2 separate regions of the Mus musculus genome follow, and region 1 is linked to region 2. A link is a contact called in public Hi-C data. All regions are on one chromosome and are shown on one strand. Each heading gives the region's core, a stretch centred on a gene start, on an enhancer-like site or on the middle of the called end of the contact. The rest is flanking DNA. Distances are from core to core; before and after follow the strand shown.

Region 1 (2,700 bases), core at 45-2,544, 280 kb before region 2:
CCAGGAGATCTCATGTCCTTTTCTGGCCTCCACATGATACAGACATCCATGCAGATAACACACTCATAAACATTAATATATATATATATATATATATATATATATATATACACACACACACACACATATATATACATACATATATATATATAGAGAGAGAGACAGTGTGACAACCAATTCTTACAAAAACTTCAGAATTATTTAACAGGCATAGCTAAGGCCAGGCCGGGCGTGGGTCCCGCCTGGACTGGCCCCTTCTCTGCAGGGAACGTACCTGGGGCATCATGGGCCTCATCACAGCAGTGCCAGCAGGGTTCTCCATTTTCATTTCAAGTGCCTGCCGGCTCTGATTTAAAAACTGAACAGAGTTGGGTTAGTAGGTCAAGTGGAGCGTGTTAGTGAGCCCCAATCAGCTTTATACACTACCCCCACCCAGTGAGATCTCTCCAGACCCACCAAGCTAGGGAGCCACATTTAAACTGAATTGGTTCGTCGTCGTTTACATCCTGCAGAAGGAAGACAGCTCTACAGCTGAGAGCGTGCACAGTCCATCCACTGGACCAGATTCCTTTCCCAGCACCTACATGGTGGCTCAGTCACCACTGCCCCAGTTCTAGTGCACCTCACACCTCTGGCCTCTGCAGGCGTGCATGCGTGCGTGCGTGCGTGCGTGCGTGCGCGCGCAAACACGAACTGCACAGACACTATTAAAAATACAAGAAACCTTAAAAAAAAAAAAAAAATAGAAAAAAAGTTCGCAGGACAGAGTTCCTGGACAGCGACATTGGCGCCGATTCCCTGCCTCGGTGTGAGGCTTAAACAACTGCAGCAGGAATGCAGTGTCAAGTTTCTCCAGGGACTGTTGCTCAGACAATCAAAATTACTCTGACTTGATCAGACACTAGTGAGCACTTAATAGAAAGGAGGACTAAGCTATAAAATAGTACCATGCGCACAGGCACAGAGCTTCCCCAGTTCTGAGCCTGCTGCAGGGGCTGCCATAGCCTGGCTCTGGCTTCCTGGGCTCTCCTACTCAGGTGACTCACTGCCACCTGGTAACAAGCACTCACCAGCCCGTGCAACCATACAAATATGCTTTAAAGCAACTGCAGATTAAGGAAAGAGGAGGGTGTGGATTCCCTAGAACTGAGGTTAGACAGTCAGTTGCCCACAGTAGGTGCCAGGAACTGAACACGGGTCCTCTGCAAGAGCAACAAGTGTTCTTAACCACTGAGCATGCCTCCGGCCCCAAAGTGCATCAAGAAGTGATTTCCATTAAAATACTGAGTCAACAGGGGTGCTTAACGCATTGCATGCCTGCAATCCCGGCAGGAGAGGTTGAGACAGAAGTGGTTACAAGTCCCCTAGACAATCATCAAGATCTTGTCTTTAAAACAAAAAGCTGAGGAAATGCCTTCCAAGGGCCATCAAGACACACTGCTCCTCCTGCTGTCCTGTCCTGTGTCAAACAGCTCACTGTGCTGTCCTAACTGGCCTGGAACTCACTCTGTAGACCAGGCTGACCCATGGAACTCACAGAGACCTGTGCTTCTTTCTGCCTCTCAAGTGCTAGGATTAACAGCATGCACTAAGCAAGGCTCTAAGAATTAAACTGGCTTGCCTGGCTTGCTTGGAAAGTACATTTACCCACTGAGCCATTTTGCCACTGCTAATGTTATAGCAAAGAATATACATATAGAAAGATACCCAAGTTTAATACACACTCCTTATCAAGGAACTGTCTGCATAAACAAAATCTTACAGAGAAGTGAAAGCAAAAGGGATTCCTTTAGTTAGCAAAGAGTGGAGAGCCGGTGGCAAGGGCCACGGAGAGCACAGCCTAAGAGCCCCTGACAGCCCGGTCTTACCTGCTGGCCCTGTAGCCTCTGCTGAAGCTGCATTCTCAGCTGCTTCGGGGTGTTGGTCCTTGGTCTCACGAGGCCGGCTCTAGGATGCATGCCTTGCAGAGGAAAGCTGCCTTGCTGGCTAATCTGACCCATCATAGAGTTAAACGATGGTGACTGTCCCTGAAGGTTAAAGCCTCCTTGAAGGGGAGGACCCTGAGCTGGGTATGTCTGTCCATATAGTGCAGCCTTCTGATCCATCATTACTGCTGCTTCTTGGCCTTGGAAAACATCCTGTTTGGACTCCAAAGCTTGTCCCTTAAACATCAAACACAAAGGAATGGTTAGCTACACCTGAGAAAGCAACCAAAAGCAAATGCTGCAAACAAGGGAAAAAATGTAAATCAGTACATGTGACCGGTGGTGGCTCAGAACCCAGATGCCTGAAGCTGCATCTGCACTGTGTCTTGTGTACTCCTGTGTAGTTCAGAACTCATGTCTGTAGAATGGGACAACCAAGTCTCAAAAGGATGGGAGAAAATGAATGGTGATTTGGTTGAAATGTAGTAATGAATGTAGGTAATTAGATTCTCTGGTTTTCAAACATCAAAAGAAAACCAGTGTAGGGCTGGTGAGATGGCTCAGTGGGTAAGAGCGCCCGACTGCTCTTCCAAAGGTCAGGAGCTCAAATCCCAGCAACCACATGGTGGCTCACAACCATCCGTAACGAAATCTGACTCCCTCTTCTGGAGTGTCTGAGGACAGCTACAGTGTACTTAGATATAATAAATAAATAAATCTTTAAAAAAAAAAAAACAAAAGAAAACCAGTGTATTATTTTAATGTTTAATAATAA
Region 2 (2,858 bases), core at 224-2,723:
CTTATTTGGGAAGCGTAACTGCTTTTAGCATATGGGAGTATTTTTTCACATTTTCTTTGTATAAAATTTGTATTAAACTTAAATATCTTTTTTGATGATGGCGTTTCTTCATGGCTGAACAGCGTCCTCTCGCGGTTATGAGCTTTTGGGTTCTCCCCCCTTTGACATCCCAAGTTTTTCAGGTTCTTAACCCTTTTTAAAAAAAAACTAAACCGTTTTGGCAAAAGGGTTTGGTCATGCCAATCTCCCGTGGGTCAGGGTGTGGCTGTGTCAGGTTTGAATGGCCACAAGAGACAGGTCTCCTGAGGTCCCGGGCACCCTCCCGGGACGTGGGCTGGACTGGGACTTTCTTACCTCCCATGGTAGCTGCAGTCTTCTGAGGCCAGGCTTCATGAGCGCTTCACCTGTGCTAATGCCACCTGAAGTGACTGGTACATCGATCTTTGGCTCTAGGTCAGAAAGTTCATCTTCAAAGGCTGAAGTTTCCCGTGGCCTTCTGGGTAGAGATGCCCATATCTCTGGTCTGGGGCTCAGGCCTGCATAGGTGGTACCCGTGTGGGCAAATGCTGAGGTGTGGGTCCCAGTTGGGTGTTAGTTGTGATGGGAAGGGTTGACCTGTCCCCTTCTGTGTCCTCAGGAGTTAAAGGGGTTACTAAGGGGCCGCCCTCAGAAAGCCACCCCTGGGCCATCCTGTCCTGAGCCCCCATCCCCCAAGCTCTCCACAAAGGCAGAGACTTGAAGAACTGGGTTGTCCACTCATAGGTAGGGAAAATGGTGGGTTTTTTAAAACTGTGAATTTTAGCCTGGGAATATGACTCAGTTTGAAGAGTGCTTACCTGGCCTGTACTAGGCCCAGAGTTTGATCCCCAGCATTTCACAAAACCAGGCAAGGTAGGTAGCACACACCTGTCATCTTAGCACTTGGGAGGCAGAGGCTAGAGAATCACAACTTCAAAATCACCCTTGGCGAGGTAATGAGGTAGCGACCAGCCTGAGCTACATGGGACCCTGTCTCAAATAAAGGAGTGGACAAACTATGCAACATTTGATTTTTATCATTTATTCAACTGCCAAACGCAGTCACACAACTCCTTTGAAAGGGGCGGTGTAAAGGCCCTTGGAGCCACCCTCCTTGACCAGTGCCCTTGAATGCCCCTCAGTGTCCAGCATTTACTCGGGGCAGACTTCTCTCTCCCTTTGTATACACAAATGAGACATTGGACACACTTCTCAGCGAGCTTGGTTTTAATTAGCATTTTGATTACAGAGCCCGAATGTCATTCCTTATACTGGGGAAGTGTGTTGTATCAGGTGGGCAGTCCTCACAGCCTACACACACACACACACACCCGTGTGGCCGGCAGATCATCTCCAAGCATCCTGGTACGTGCTCTGGTTTCATTGGAGTCAACCCGGGAGAGTCACTGTGTACGGCAGGTAGGCGGGGACACCGAAGGTGGGGGCACAGCTGCAGGCTTCTTGTGACTTTGTGCTAGGCAGAGGGTGTTTGCGGTAACTTTGGACCGAGGGCCTCACACTAGCTACCTGTTATGGAGCTACATACACCCCAAGTCCTGAGTTGAGTGTTTTCAGATGCCAAACTACAAATCTGAATTCACAGAACCCCCTCCACAACCCTCTCCTTCCGCTTAGCAGGGGCAGGCAGGGGATCTGAGGCAGAAACTGGCTAGCCAAAACAGTTAATGCAATCCAGTGCCTCCCTCGCCACCTGGTGGCCATGTGCAGAACTGCAGCCCATAGGCTCAGGGAGACCACTGGGCACAGTAAAACTGAAGGTGCCAAAGTGTTCGTTCTAGCGCTGCAGTTTGTTAAGTCAAGCATGGGCCACACAGTCATGACCCAAATGTGGCTGGTATATGCACACGTAGGAATAGCATCCTTGTTGGAGACAACTGCATACATAGGTGGTTCCAGTTGTTGAAGGTGAGTAGGGCAGAGAGGAGGGCGGGGCTGGGGACAGTCATTCTGGGGATCTGACATCTGACCCCACCCCCACCCCCCAGCCAGGAGGCAAGAAACTAAAAGCATCTCTTTTAAGAAACTTAATGTATGTGTGTATAGTGTCTACGTCTGTCTCTGTCTGTCTGTCTGTCTGTGGAGGTGATAGAGGACAACTTTGTGGAACTTTCCTTACCATGTGGATCTCAGGGATTGAACCCAAGTCACCAAGCTTGACAACAAGCACCTTTTCCCAGTGAGCCATCTTGCTGGCCCCTCAGGCAACAATTCTTAATGTTGATTGAGTATTAAGGGCACCTAGAAAGAAAATCAATAAAGGCCTGGACACCACACGGCCCCTTTGGAATGACATCAGCCCTCTGAGGTGGGTTTGGCCAGCACGACTTTCCAGAGCTACTCCAGGGGTGACCATGGTGAGCGGTGAGTTATGAGAGCCAAGATGCTGATAGGAAGACCCTCCAAGTGGGAGGGTAAAACCCCAAGGCAGGACCAAGCATCTAGGGAAGCAAAAGAAGAGGTGCTGGGGACCTGGTGGCTGTTGAAGTGAACTGAGCATGAAGGTGACTGGTGTGAACCCTGCCCTAGTGGGTGTGCCATGCTGCTGTGGGTAGTTTGTAGACCAGGCTGGCACCCAGCTATAGTTGGGGTCAAAATTTGTGGGGAAAGTGTACACTAATGGAATGTATGCGTTCTGTGAACCAGTGCGCGCGGCTGTGCACTAGCCAAAAGCCCCAGAGTACCTCAGCCCCGAGCCTACTGGCCACCTGACAGCTCAGGGAGAGCTGCAATTACAAACCCACTTGTCGCATTCATTAAGCACCAGCTGTACGCTAGTCACAGGTTTGAGTTCTTGACCACTTCCATCTGGAGAGGGGCGT

Evidence for each region. Hi-C and Micro-C count contacts between places; a contact is called where the count stands out from the background.
Region 1: a Hi-C map of embryonic stem cells shows a contact between it and region 2, with 3 times the contacts expected there. The contact joins two enhancer-like sites. A contact is called at or near these places in 1 of 39 promoter capture datasets (hippocampal neurons), 1 of 15 datasets of contacts at CTCF or cohesin (large pre-B cells), 22 of 484 Hi-C or Micro-C datasets (the 3T3-L1 cell line, the Ba/F3 cell line, the G1E-ER4 cell line and 10 more), 8 of 115 datasets of contacts at active chromatin or transcription factors (double positive thymocytes, embryonic stem cells, epiblast stem cells and 5 more) and 3 of 9 other capture datasets (adipose tissue, embryonic stem cells and liver).

Annotation. Positions count from the first base shown.
Region 1 is chr2:166,065,220-166,067,919 of GRCm38.p6, reverse strand. It overlaps Ncoa3 (nuclear receptor coactivator 3), which reads right to left. Exons shown (of 23, transcript NM_008679.3): 18 at 1,869-2,162; 19 at 275-358. Among named protein-coding and RNA genes, the nearest start is that of Gm52534, 54 kb to the left of the region's middle. Within about 2 kb of position 1,294, at least 5 of the 459 cell types and tissues checked have an H3K27ac peak or open chromatin away from gene starts, as enhancers often do. A contact at or near this core is called in embryonic stem cells, where this site is marked.
Region 2 is chr2:165,781,391-165,784,248 of GRCm38.p6, reverse strand. Zmynd8 (zinc finger, MYND-type containing 8) reads left to right here. Exons shown (of 23, transcript NM_001363020.1): 23 at 1-97. Among named protein-coding and RNA genes, the nearest start is that of Gm29993, 51 kb to the right of the region's middle. Within about 2 kb of position 1,473, at least 18 of the 459 cell types and tissues checked have an H3K27ac peak or open chromatin away from gene starts, as enhancers often do. A contact at or near this core is called in embryonic stem cells, where this site is marked.